Linked DNA regions of Sus scrofa: regions 2, 3 and 4 are each linked to region 1. A link is a contact called in public Hi-C and targeted proximity ligation data. All regions are on one chromosome and are shown on one strand. The core of a region is the stretch at or near the end of the contact, and the rest is flanking DNA. Distances in the headings are between cores, read along the strand shown.

What was found. A called contact is a pair of places that touch in the nucleus more often than the background predicts.
Region 2: a contact with region 1 is called in a targeted proximity ligation map of alveolar macrophages. A contact is called at or near these places in 1 of 5 promoter capture datasets (liver), 15 of 47 Hi-C or Micro-C datasets (alveolar macrophages, embryonic fibroblasts, fetal heart ventricle and 9 more) and 2 of 2 datasets of targeted methods (alveolar macrophages and skeletal muscle).
Region 3: a Hi-C map of embryonic fibroblasts shows a contact between it and region 1, with 2.4 times the contacts expected there. A contact is called at or near these places in 3 of 5 promoter capture datasets (fetal liver, fetal skeletal muscle and liver), 3 of 47 Hi-C or Micro-C datasets (embryonic fibroblasts, epiblast stem cells and fetal liver) and 1 of 2 datasets of targeted methods (alveolar macrophages).
Region 4: a contact with region 1 is called in a targeted proximity ligation map of alveolar macrophages. A contact is called at or near these places in 1 of 5 promoter capture datasets (liver), 4 of 47 Hi-C or Micro-C datasets (blood, fetal heart ventricle, omental adipose tissue and 1 more) and 2 of 2 datasets of targeted methods (alveolar macrophages and skeletal muscle).

Annotation. Positions count from the first base shown.
Region 1 is chr3:127,501,401-127,504,660 of Sscrofa11.1, reverse strand. ID2 (inhibitor of DNA binding 2, HLH protein) reads left to right here and starts at 1,454. Exons shown (of 3, transcript NM_001037965.1): 1 at 1,454-1,898; 2 at 2,277-2,340; 3 at 3,130-3,260. The coding sequence starts at 1,551. The coding sequence ends at 2,333. It overlaps LOC106509912 (a long non-coding RNA gene), which reads right to left and starts at 1,152. Exons shown (of 3, transcript XR_002342872.1): 1 at 412-1,152.
Region 2 is chr3:127,816,504-127,819,891 of Sscrofa11.1, reverse strand. LOC106509914 (a long non-coding RNA gene) reads right to left here. Exons shown (of 4, transcript XR_001307915.2): 1 at 1-3,388. Among named protein-coding and RNA genes, the nearest start is that of ID2, 310 kb to the right of the region's middle.
Region 3 is chr3:127,919,902-127,923,177 of Sscrofa11.1, reverse strand. No RefSeq gene overlaps it. Among named protein-coding and RNA genes, the nearest start is that of ID2, 420 kb to the right of the region's middle.
Region 4 is chr3:127,835,048-127,838,533 of Sscrofa11.1, reverse strand. No RefSeq gene overlaps it. Among named protein-coding and RNA genes, the nearest start is that of ID2, 330 kb to the right of the region's middle.

The sequences.
Region 1 (3,260 bases), core at 205-2,704:
CCAGTTCTGCCCCCCCCCCCCGCCAAGTGCAAAGGAGATTGAGACAAAACATAAGATACTTAGAGACATCATGTTGTCTCAGATTTTCTAGCTTATTGTATTCTAGAGAAATATGGTTTTCAACACACTAATTTATCATGGTCTTCAGTTAAGCTAGAATTAATGTGTGAATTAACTGAAAAGGATTTGAGCAAGTAACTCCAAGCTTTGTAGAAAATGTAGATGGCAGAATAAGTTCTTCAAGATTTAATAGGGGAAAAGAGGGAAGGAAACAACCTGAACCTGCCCCTAAGGCTAGTGCTGAAAAGAGTCCAAACTTGGTATATGACAGATTTAAAGAACAACAACAACAACAGCAACAAAACAACAACAACAATGTGAAGATATCCACCACTGGCTGGAGCCACCTACCTGTCACAAAGCTTTAAAAATACAGTAGGACTGGAATGTGACACCAGAAATCACGACTTGTGCATAATTAATCACCTTACTTTGCCACCTACACTGCAGAGGACAGACTGGCAGCCTCGGAAGGCAGTGTACGTAAATACAGCTTCCATACGCAAATTCTCCTAATGATTTCCGCTTCGTAGGATCATTATCATAGATAGCCCTTCCTCCTTCTAGAAAAGGAAGCCAGAAAGCGTCCTGCGCTCAGAGCTCCTCAGCGATCAGCACAGGTTCCAATAAGCACTCACTTCACCGAGTTTACAACAACGCCTCCTGCGTTGCTCCGAGTTGCACGATCCCACACTAAACCTGTCGTTGAATGCGCGCGTGGGTGATTTTGGTTTTGTTTTTTACAAAGCTTTTCCTTATCTTAAGAGACCCAACTCACACTACAGACGTCACTTGGCGACGGCAAACTTATGTGCGTTTTCACTTTCTTCAGAAATGCTTTCTATCTTGCTGACATTCCGTGGGGCGCAGGGGACCGTGGTGGCTTTCCCTCCGCTGCGCAGACCTGGCCTCGGTGGCTGTGGTTTTAGGGATGCTCAAAGCCCCGAGGTGTAGAAGGCTTCCTCGGGAGACACCTTAGGGAGAGAGTCCGGCCTCGCCGTTGGGATTAACAGGGGATTAAGATGCACATTGAGGTTCCTGGGGTCTCCCCCTCCCCCACCCTGTCCGCGACCCCCTCCTCTACCCCCACCCGCTTCTCTCCCCCCAGCCCTCCCCTTCCCCTGCGCTCCCCTCCGGCCCGGCGCTTACTGTACTCTATTTACCACCCCAGCTGGGCTCGCGCCGCGGGGATTGGCTGCGAACGCGGAAGGACCGAGCGCTCGCCCCGCGCCCGCGCCGGCCAATGGGGGTGCCCGCCCGGCCTGATGGACGCGCCGCCCTCCACCAATGGGGACGCAAGGCAGCCGGATCGTGTGGCCCCGGCGAGCGCTGATAAAAGCCGCCCGGCCGGGCTCCCTGCTTCGTTCTGAGCCGAGCCTGGTGCCGAGCGTAGGAAGCTCTGCAGGCGGCGGCGGCGGCGGCAGCGGCGGCGTCCTGAGCTCCGGGGCAGCCCGCTCCCTCCTCCCGGTCTCTTCTTTCCTGCGGTCAGCATGAAAGCCTTCAGTCCAGTGAGGTCCGTTAGGAAAAACAGCCTTTCGGACCACAGCCTGGGCATCTCCCGGAGCAAAACCCCGGTGGACGACCCGATGAGCCTGCTGTACAACATGAACGACTGCTACTCCAAGCTCAAGGAGCTGGTGCCCAGCATCCCTCAGAACAAGAAGGTGAGCAAGATGGAAATCCTGCAGCACGTCATCGACTACATCTTGGACCTGCAGATCGCCCTGGACTCGCACCCCACTATTGTCAGCCTGCACCACCAGCGACCCGGGCAGAGCCAGGCATCCAGGACGCCGCTGACCACCCTAAATACGGACATCAGCATCCTGTCCTTGCAGGTAAGACCTGCTCCTGGTGCCCCGCTCGCGGCCGCGCAGCCGGGCGATGCCTGGGCTGCCACTGGCCGACCCATTGTCGAGACCGCCGGCCGCAGTCGGTGACTCACAAATGAGCTAATTAACTTCATTGTTATTAGTTTTAGTTTTTTTTGTTTTTTTTTTTTGTTTTTTTTTACAAATCTGCTGTAGATTGAGTTATGCGGGAAATTGCTGATAGGTTAGTTCTGAGAGGTTAACGCATCAATCTTTGAGTCTGCAATTAGCGTAAACGTCTTTACTGGAACTTGCTGTTCTATGGGCTACTTGGAAAAAGAAAAAAAAAAGCTCTTTCTCCTGAAGTTGTCTAACGTCGAGCCTTTTATCCCCGTTCTCTCGTAGGCTTCTGAATTCCCTTCTGAGTTAATGTCAAGTGACAGCAAAGCGCTCTGTGGCTGAATAAATGGTGAGTGTTTGCTTGTGCCACCGGTCGGTGAACCGGCACTCGGGGTGTGTGCGCGCGCGCGCGCGTGTACTTGCGAATCTGTAAAATGTTGGGTTTGGTAGATGAATGTGTACTTGGTTGTATAACACGTAGTACATTGTTTACGTGTACTAGATGTGAAGAGGCATCTGGCTCCTGTTACTCAAATTCACGGAAGATTTTCCTTAAAAAAAAAAAAAAAAATGCCAGTAACTATGGAAGGTGGCAGAGGAAACTGTGTAACTGTGTCCCGGTTTTATGTGCCAGTATCATGCCTGGGCTGTTTTCTGCTCATGCTCTGGTACTACGAGGTACTAACCCCCGTGTAATTAATCTTATCACCGCAAATTCCATCGGGATCCTCCCTCCCTAAAACTCCAGCCCTCTGGGACCAGGCTAGCCAAGCATTGCTGCCCTGTGCCTCAGCCCCTGTGATGTGGGATTCCGACTTCCCAATCTGTTAACTAAAGGGCTGTTTTCAATCAAATAATTGTTACAAGAAGCAGACTGGCGCCTATGAGCCCTGCCGCTGGAGATCCAAATAGGAGATTGCATTGGGAAGTTTTTCGCCTGAGTCTCTGCTATTTTAATGTTTAATTTGCGCTGTCGAGGCCGAGTGTGTGTCTTGCATCTGTGGACGCCAGGGTTTGCCCAATGTTTGAGTGTTTGGTTAAATGTTCAAACTGCGGCTTCCTCCTGGCGCCAGTCTGCCCGCCTCTGCCCTTAGGTTAAAATCTCCTAAACAGTCCTTTCTCTCTCGATCTTTTGCAGGTGTTCATGACTCTTCCCCCCCCCACACCCACCCCCTTTGCACAACAACAGCAACAAATCCACAGGCTCTTTTAAGGCGCTGAACTTATTTTTCAACCATTTCCCAAGGAGGACAAGTCAAATGGACCTTT
Region 2 (3,388 bases), core at 167-2,666, 320 kb before region 1:
CAGGCACCAACCATGCTCCACTAACCCCCAGTGACAGCATCTGTGTTATCAGCTGCCGGGCACTCCAGCTCCAATTTTCCACTTAGAGGCCATTTCTGACGATACTTCTCATTTCACTTGCCTTGAGGTTCCCTGGAATCGTTGTCTGAGTTTGTAAACTGCAGATGGAAGGTTTACTAAGGAGGGTTCTTGGGAGATTCACCTGTAAAGCAGGAAGATGGACAGGATTTTGCAGTAGGAGCCCCTGACTCGAAAAGTGGTTGCAAAGGAGGCCGCCTCCAGCCAAGTCTCAGGGGGGCCTGGAGCCAAAATAGCCCAGCACAGTTGGCTCAGACTAAGGGCATGGGGAGGGGAGCCTTTGTGTCACAGAGCGTGGGTAGCCCTGAGTGGGCAGATCCTGCAACCCAGGGTCATGTGCAGTGAGTGGTTAAGTCACGAGCTTTCAAAAGCCATCATTCCCAGCATGGAAGGTGGGTCCTTCTGCCCACAGAATCCCATGCACTGCAGCTAAAAGAGGGCTGCTTTCTGTTCTCTTCCTTCTGCTCTCACCATCTTTCCTAAGATAAGAGCAGAGCAGAGAAAGGGCCTGTTTGAGTGCAAGGGACAGCAAAGGGAACAAAGAAATCCCGGGTGTAAGAAACCTCAATTCACATTTCAAAACATTTTCCTGCCACACCAACTGCACAGTTTGCTAAGAATCACCCACCCCCTTTTCTACACTCCTAAGAAATACTTCTTTTTTTTTGGCCTCGCCTGCAGCTGGTGGAAGTTCCTGAACCAGGGATCGAACCTGGGTCACTGAAGTGATGATGCCAGATCCTTAACCCACTGAGCCGCAAGGGAACTCCAGAAATGGTTCATCCTTTTGTACACACTCCCTTTCCCATCACACTGAGACATTTTCATGGCTGTCACTGCCTTACACACCCCAGGACCCTCCGTGTCTCACCCAGCAGCACCAGCAAGTGTTGAATGAATAAATGAAATCTGATAGCAAATCACTCATATTTATTATGGTTGGTCATAGGCCAGTCCTATGGCCAATTGCAAGCTTCCGTGCTCAAGGGAAAGGCCCAGTACAATGCAATACAATTTCAGGAAAAGATGTGGGGAGACCATACTGGTATCTAAAACAAGAAAAGGGGAAATCTGGCACAAGCCTGAGGCAAGGGCATCAAAAGGAAGGTGAAAACACAGCCAGTGTGCTCAGTGCCACAATCAGCAAGTCCCCACGACCCTGACAGTGTGGGCAGGTGGAAAAGGCCCTGGCTTGGAAGCAGCCGGCTCTGCTGTGGAGACGCAGAGTCAAGAACCAGGAACCAGCCTCACGGGAGGCAGTTCCTCCACCCTCTGCGGCTCAGTTCCGTTCCTGCAAAGCAGGATCATGAAAGTAACAAGCTCTCTCTCCCAGGGTCCTCGTGCAGGTCAAGTGACAGATGTGTGTAAGCCGTAGGGCAAACACACAGCTGCCACCCACAAGAAGACAGCTGTTAACACCCCCTCTCCCTTCAGGGCAGAGAGTTCCCCTGCGGCGCTGCTCTGCAGAAGGGCTCCTTGCTGGAGAAAAGCTGGGAGCAGAAACTCAGGGACCCCTCCCACACCAGTGAGAAGGGAAGCTGTGCTTCAGTCCTGGCTCTGCTGACTCCTGGCTGGGGAAACTTTTACCTAAATGGCTTACAACTGCTTCCCCACTCGTGAACAGGATTAGGAAAGTTGGACTCGTAAATCTGTTATAAGAACTAAAAGGTAAAATGTGTAGAGAGCATCGATAAATCACCTGTTACAGAATAACAGAAATTATTAAGTTGTTTTAATGTTCTGGGCTCCTTCCAAAGATGGCTAGCTGTTGATTGAGGGGTCACTTTTTCATTCCATTTTTTTTTCTCCAATGTTTAAGTATGTCATTTTCTGTGAAACACTTAAATTAAAAGGTCATATTCTCTATCATTGCCTACTAAGGAGGCCTGAATTTTGCTGGCATTTTTATTTTGCTTTAACGGAAGAAATTCTCAAGACTGAGGATGGCCATCATCTGGGGCTGAAATCAGCTTCCCCTGTTTTTTGTGCACCCTCCCTGATCAGCCGGGCCCTGAGCTGAGAGGTGAAACTTCTCCAGGGCAGGCTGGGGACTTGTAGGCCCCACATGGTGGCCTCTGAGCCAGGGCTGAAGGGTGAGAATGATGACACCCCTGTAACCTGACAAGGAAGCTCACATTCTGAGAGGCATCCTTCCTGGAGACCCAGCCTCCCTTCAAGCCTCGGCACTTCTCACTGCCACTCAGCCCTCTGTCCCATTGCTGTCAGCAGAGTAGGACAAAGTCTACCAGCACTCCTGACTTTCCCACGCACTGAGTAGTCCCCAGGCCCTGTGCAAGAATAGCCCCAACTCTCGGCAAAATCCCCACTGAGCCAACAAAGGTCGGACCCACCCAAAGAGTTACTGCATCTGACCCATCAAGAAACCAGTTCAAACCCTGCTCCTAATGGCAAGTGACAGGAAACAAAAAGATGCCCCAGCAGTTCTGAGGTTAACAGGGAGGATCTGCTGAACCCCAATCTCTGGTTTCTGTTCCTCCCAGTGTTTCATCCATAAAAAATTAATAGACAGAAACCTCAGTTACGTAGAGTTGGGAGACCAGAAGGGGGAGCCCTTATGCCCTGCAAAGCAGAGCCCAACAGGAAGAGGAAAGACTCCTCTTCTTTCCTGGTGAGAACTCAGCCAATGAAAACCAGGGACTCTTTTATTCCTACTACTCTCCCAACTTCCTTTTCCCCTCTATAAAAGGGTTCTCCTTACCTTACTGCATGGGACTTGCTGGGGGCTCACCATGGTGGCAGACCCTGAAGTGCTATTCTTTACTGAAGCATGGGTTTGATCCCCAGCCTGTTGCAGTGAGTTAAGGATCCAACATTACCACAACTGTGGCATAGGTTGTAACTGTGGCTTGGATTTGATCCCTGGCCTGGGAACTTCCATATGCTATAGGTGAAGCCAAAAAAAATAAATAAATAAAAATAAATAAAAGCAATGGTCCTTCCCCATGTGCATGGCTAGCCAAAGGGACCAACCTAACCAAAGGCAGTTTAGAATATCAATGGCCAGTGTAGGGAACTTTTGAAATCAAACTTACTTGTCTTAAAACTGAATTGGACTACCATAGCTCAAAAATTTCCAAAACCAAGGGGAACATCAATTTCAATTGGTGTTTTGAAATAGATTGGTTTCCAAACATTATCAGGAGCCCCAGATCGCCTCTCTGCAAAATTTGAAGATTAACCGAAGCAAAGAGACAATTAAAGAAAGATAATATGGCTTCCTGAAGCCTCATGCTCCTCCCCCCTTGGCTCTTTTGTCTCAAGTGCTGCCTCTTCCTCTTTTCCTTCTATG
Region 3 (3,276 bases), core at 193-2,692, 420 kb before region 1:
GGAAGCTGTATGCAGCATTTTTTTCTTTACTATTCATAGGTGGGTATTATTGGGTGCCTACCTCTGGAGTTCATGGATGCTACCTTTTTAGCTTCCATATTCAAGCCTCCTAAAAATAAGTCAAATTCGAGTCCCTCCAAATTTAGTGCCTCCCGAATCCAGCTAGTGCCTCCAATTTGAAGTCCAATTTCTAAATGTCTGCTTTAGCACATCGCCACATAGATGGCAGCTCCCAAGGAGCTTCTATTTTTATAAACCAATAAACAATAAGAATTATCTATTGAGGCCCAGCCCCATACCAGTTGTACAGGGCTGGATGCATTCTGCACACATGGAAAGGGAAGAGGGAATAAAGGGCTGTGTGTGTCTAAGTGGAACAAAGGTCCTGCAAGAAGGGCGTGAGTATCTCTGTTTGAGAGAGGAGGAAAACTGGAGTTCAGGGAAGTACAAGATCACCCCCTTAAGTATCGGGGTGGAGGGAGCCTGGAGCTCCACTCTCTGGCCCTGGGACTCCGTGTTCCGCCTCAGTCCACTCTGGCTGACCGAGCCACATGCCACAAACAGGGGGGCTTCCATAACAGACGTTTTTCTCGTAGTTCTGGAGGCTGAGGAGTCTAGGACCAAGGTGCTGGAAGATTCGGGGTCTGGTCAAGGCCCTCTTCCTGGCACGCTGACACCCGCCTTCTTGCTGCATCCTCCCAGCGTAGAGAGAGGAAGCTCTGACAAGGGCACTGGCCCATCTTGGTGCTCTCCCCGGATGACCTCATTGAAACAAGATCACCTCCCAAAGGCCGCACCTCCTGTACCCTTACATTAGGGAGCGGGGCTTCAAACTATGAATTTGACGGTTAAAAAGAAACATTCTTTCCATAACAACCTGCTACTCTTGGGTCATTCCCCACACCCAGTGTAGACAAAACAGCTCGTGTTTCCCAAAACGCTCCAGGAACCCACCCTCACTGGTGTGTCCTTGCCAACATCCCTGATTCATGACCTAAGTGGTGGTAGTCCACAAAGAAGACTGATAAACCAGCCCAAGGCAGCCAGGTACTTTTCCCTTCCAACCACCTGGATAGGGGAGGGGCTTCTGCTTCTTCCCTTCCAAAGGGAGAGTTTGAAGGTTTCTATAAGGGGCCGCTTACTATGAGAAGTAACTAATTTTAGTCAATATCCCCATCTGCTAATATTTACAGAGTGAGGTACTCTGGAAACAGAGCTCCTGAAATTTTGTGTTTTGTAATTCGCTTTAGAAGTATGAGCCTTCTAAATACCTGCTCCTTGGTTTTGTTACAAACTTAGCCTGATTTCCATGAGCATCTGCTTCAGAGTCGTATTTAGAAGGAATACACTCTGCTTTCCCAAGGAGGCTCAGGCGTTCCCACAACCCGCTCCTCCTCCCTTCCCTGCCCGACAGGCCTCCGCCTTGAAAGAATGCAGGCCGCATACTTGGGGGCAAAAGCAGCATATTTTGAAGAGTGCTAATCCTGAAATGGTGGCAACTCGACTCACATCCTGCGTGTCCGAGGCAACGTGGGAAAATACACATAACCTAGGGGTTCTCAGGCAACCACCCTCAGCATTTAAAAGAAGGGCAAAAGAAAACGGGGGAGATATTATCCGTAACATTTCTGGTGCTCAGGCTGTAAAATTTGTGTCGCCTCTCCTCTGCAAAGCAGGAATTAGATCCTCTGAAAAATATTCGCTTCTTCCTCTTCCTTTCTTCTTTCCTTTTTTTTCTTTCTTTCTCTTTTTGGTATGTGCAGCCTATGGCCAAGGCTAGGGATCAAATCCAAGCCAGAGCTGAGCCAATGCCAGGTTCTTAACCCACTGCACCACAGTGGGAACTCCTCTTTTATTTCTCGAAGAACTCAGAAATTCCTCTATGAGCTTTTAAATAAGTCCCGTTGGCCACAACTATTGGTCATCATTGTCTTCCCCTTCTGTGCCAAGCAGCATTTAAGATACAGCTTGTGAAGGAGTTCCCATGGTGGCTCAGCGGTAATGAATCCAACTCATGTCCATGAGGATGCAGGTTCGATCCTTGGCCTCACTCAGTGGGTGAAGGATCCAGCATTGCCATGAGCTGTGGTGTAGGTTGCAGACGCGGCGCAGATCTGGTGTTCCTGGCTGTGGTATAGGGCAGAGCTACAGCTCTAATTCGACCCCTAGCCTGGGAGATTCCATGTGCTGCATGGGCAGCCCTAAAAAGAAAAAATAAATAAATAAATACAATAAAGCTGTTGAAGCCTGTCCAGGAAACCGGATGAAGTAGCCTGTCATGGCCTCTGAGGGCACCAGGTTTTGGGTTCTCTCAGCCCAGGCATCAGGTATCACAGGAAATACTCAGAAGGGGGCAGTCTCAGAAGACCCTCACATACAGGGTCAGGACCCAATTTCTCCCAGGTGAAGCAGGCACCATCCCCCTACAGCCAGGAAAGAGCCCACCGTTTCCATCCAGTTTCTTCTTCTCCAAATGCTGTTCCCCTAGCCTTCAGTTACCTGCTTCTTTTCGCACTGTTCACATTTCTTCCCTCTGCAGCACATCCCAAAACATGCACACCCACCCTGCCCTCACGCCCTGTCCTGGCTTTCAACATGCAGAGCAGCCAACTATGTCTTGTCTTCAGGAACCACCCCTGCAGTTGTGTTGATCTCTGCTCCACTTCCGCTGCCTTCATCATTGGGCACCTGTGCCTTGGGGCTGTCCCCATTGACCTTGCCAACGGGCTCTGAGCCAGCTGGCATCCCAGGGGGTCCTGCACCAGGAGGGGGAGAACTGCCATCTCAAGGAACACTTGGTCAGAGAGCCTCCAGAATAGGCGGCCCTGACTTCACCATGTTCTTACTTGCCAAGCAGCTCAGGAAAGGCTCCTAGTGTATAACACACTAGAATTTTCTCCACAAGCAGCAGGCAGTCCCTGCTTCTCTCTTGCCCGGCTCTCACCAAGATAAGGCTAGAAGGTCTGGGTAGCATACCCTGGGGTGGGGGAGAAGGGGACCAGCACAAGCAGAGGTCAATTACAAGGACACTCATGAGTGATGCAGTAGAAACGAAGAATGGTAGAGGCAAAATGCATTTTAAAGGCACATAAACTTGCCTTAAATCCTGGCCCTGCTAATGATGCTCCACAAATCAATAGCCAAGTTGCTAAGGTTTCATGGCCTCAGTTTTCCCAATCCATGACATGATGAGGCTGAGCCTAGATGACTCTCAGATCCTATGTAATTCTGGTAGTCTAGGACCCTGCACCCCACAACAATGCCTTTAGAATAAGG
Region 4 (3,486 bases), core at 629-3,128, 330 kb before region 1:
GTCAGATGGAGCTAGATTCCAATTATCAGCTGGCACTAATTTCATGACCTTGAGGAAGTTATTCAACCTTTCTGAGCCTCAGCTTCCTTAACTGTACAATGGGTATAACAGCATCACACCCCTCAGTCCACAAGAGGATTGAGGAGCTAATGCATATAAGCCTGTCTGGTCCATAGTAACTCTTCAATCAGTGCCAAACATGTACTTTGACTCCATGTCCAATTCTGTTACGTATTTTTACCCCCTACAGCCAATGTTCCTTTTCTGCTGGTCAATGCTCATTTTCTAAAGACATCAATATTTAGAACACTATGGGGTGGTATTACGGAAGAACACCTTTTTTTTGAAAAAGAAATCAGTGTTGGAATGTTACTCTGTTCCTTCTTATGGTTCCTTTCCAATTTAATGATGCCACTGCTGACAGAAACAAAAAAAAAAAAATTACGTGTCATCCAAAAAGATGACAGCATCTTACTTTGTTAATGCCTCAAAATTACAGTGGGAAAGTTGGCTCAAGTCAAATTTGATATTCAGAGATGACTGGGTTCATGTCTGTCTTCTCAGAGCCTTTCAATACAAGGGAGCACTTAAGACATTGTAATGCCCAGAGGATCAGTTAAACATGATTTATCCAAGTCAGTGGCAGGGCCAAGCAACGACAGTGGCAGAGTAGAAGATACCAGAGCTCTGGGCCCTGCCATCAAGAAGCCAAGACAAAGCTAATGAGCCATCACTTTCTTTCTGGAGCCATTGGTTTCCTTGGAAATAGTGGGGCCACAGTCTCTAAGAAAACTAGTGAAAGGTGTAAGTTCTTATGTGCTTTTCCTGATTAACCCATGACTTTCTGAACATGGACCTTCAGCCTCTGGATCAGTTAGAGGCAAGCTCAGCTATGCTTCCAGAAGCTGCCCGATACAAAAGTGGCCACATTACCTAGTTTCCCTTTTCTGATGGTTTCCTTTCTATTAATAACATCCAGGGAAGGATGGCTGATTGTGGAGGGAGTGGAGAGTGTACTTTTCATTTGCAGATCTTATATCAATACAATCACTTTCTGCAAAAGCATTGCAAGCTAGAAGGTATCAAATGTCCCCTTAAAGAGGCTGCATTCACAAATGTCCTGAGAATTTAACATAAATGAAACCAAATTGTGTGTTTTTTCTGACACTATTTCATGCCAGTCATTATTTCAGAATATACACAAACTTTGAATTAGCTCTGAAAGAAGTAAATGAAAAGTTTTAGATCAGACAGCTGAACAGATAGTGCACAGAGACTCTAAGCTAGATGCCAGGGAAACAAAAATATGAATTAGGCATAATTGCAAGATCGTTGCAAAGAGTAAGTGAATAACAGACTTCAAGTCATTTAACAGAGAGGTCAGCCCAAAGTGGGTGGACTTTGTTTCTGGCCCCGTTCTCCTGCTGGGACACAGAGGAGACACAGCTCACAATTTCTTCCTTGGCTGATGTTCTCCTGTGATGCGAACTTGCAGCTATGAGGATTCAGAGAAAGACATGGCACCGGGGAAACAAAAGACCTCACATAGCTGGAGGAACATGACGGGGTTCAAGTAAGGAACATGGGAAGCTGAGGACACAGACTAAACCAACGGGCACTCACTGTGTTCTCACTTTCATTTCCCCTTTGGGGGCAGGGCTGCCTCTGCCCATCTCTGAGCGCCACCAACAGCTCCTACTGACTTGCTAAGCCTGCGTCGGGCTGGGGGCTGGCTGGGGAGAAAGAACCCTCCCCCTCTCAGGGCTCTGGAGATGAACAGCATTCTAAACATCAAGAACTGCCCACTCTCCAGCCCAGAAGGGTTCAGGAGCAATTTGAACAAAGCCCTGTTTGAGGAAAGCCAGCCATAGCACACACACCACGGGGCCGCCCCTGGAAAGGGCTTCTGCTGGCCACAGTGTCACTGTGGCTGTCACAACAGCCTCCCACCTCCCCCTCCGCACCCCCAGCCTTCATCCCTTTACACCACGAGTGTCCCTGGAAGAGAAAACAATTGTCCAAAGAAGATTGAAAACACCCCTGTAGCTTCTTGCCAGAGCATTTGCATTTTTGGAAGAGGTTCTTATTTCTTTTTAAGGCTCAGAGTGAGAAGCTTTTAGAAAAGCTAAAAATATCTGTTAAAGAAGAGAAGAAGAAAAAAATCCAGTTTCCCCTTCTTTCTGGGTAAAAGACTCAGTGACCCAGGGAGGAGCAGAGCTTGATTTCCTACCCTCGTCTTTGGAGGGGGGACAGGAAAGGGGGTCGTCAGGGCCTGGGCCTTTTGGGAACAAAGGTACCCAAGAGCACACTGCATAATCATAGCAGTTGAAAGCTGACAATGGAATGTAGCGTTCGCTCAGTGGAAACTAAGGAGACTAGGATGCAGGCAGACGAGACAGCTTGCTGATCCACAGCACTGAGTCCCAGCAGCTGAGACTGGAACGGGCCATGAGCCCCTGGGCTGCTCAGGGCATCCTCCGACCTCGTCCCCCAGCACACCGCTTATGCCTACACCCCCCAGAAATGACTCTGAGGAACCTGGTCCATCCACTGCCCAAGTGGGGACGCCTGACGCAGGGATGGGCCGAGTGTCCTCCAGCTGCCCTGGCGAGGCACCAGGACTCTGCAAGTCTGGGGCCTGGCTTCCAGAACTCCCTGAAGCACTGCCACACTCCAAGGGAGTTTCCACCAAGGACGCGCAGTACCAAGAAAAGGTCACTGACTCACTCGAGAACAGAAGACTTTCATTCTCAACGGACTTTAGAGCTGTGAGGCCATGCTCTCTATTCAAGAGCAGAGAAACAGGCCTCAAAGCGGCCATGATTTGACTCCCAAGGGGTCAGTGCAGGGCTGGACAATGTGGCTTTCACCGCACGGCCAGCCCCTCCCAGGCCACGCTGCCTCTGTTAAACTTTCCCTTTGTTTCTTCCATTTCATCTTTCAATCAACACCTACTGTGATTTTCCTTTTTGAGGGGGGGTGGTATATCCTCTGCAAATGGAAGTTCCTGGGTCAGGGATTGAATCCTAGCCATAGTTGTAACCTGTGCCACAGCCGCAGCAACTCCAGATCCTTAACCCACTGTGCCAGGCCAGTGGTAGAACCCAAGCCACCATGGAGACAATGCCAGCACCTACCATGATTGACTGAGTTCCTACGATGCACCAGGCACAATTTCTGGCACAGAGGATACCCCGTGGAGCCAGACGGATAAGAGTCCCACTCCTGGGGCATTCATCTCATTGACCCCTCATGGCTCACGTCTTCCCATTCTATCCGTTTTACAAATGAAAAATGAGAGAATCCAAAGAAATTACCCAACATGCTGATGATGCCACGTCAGTAATTCCTACTTATGGTGAAGAGAAAAGAAAAGAGAAGAGAAGAGAAGAGAAGAGAAGAGAAGAGAAAAGAAAAGAAGAGGCTAAAACACATGGGGTAACTCACGCCTGTCTCCTGTATGCCTGTATCTCCCGGATAAGGTGG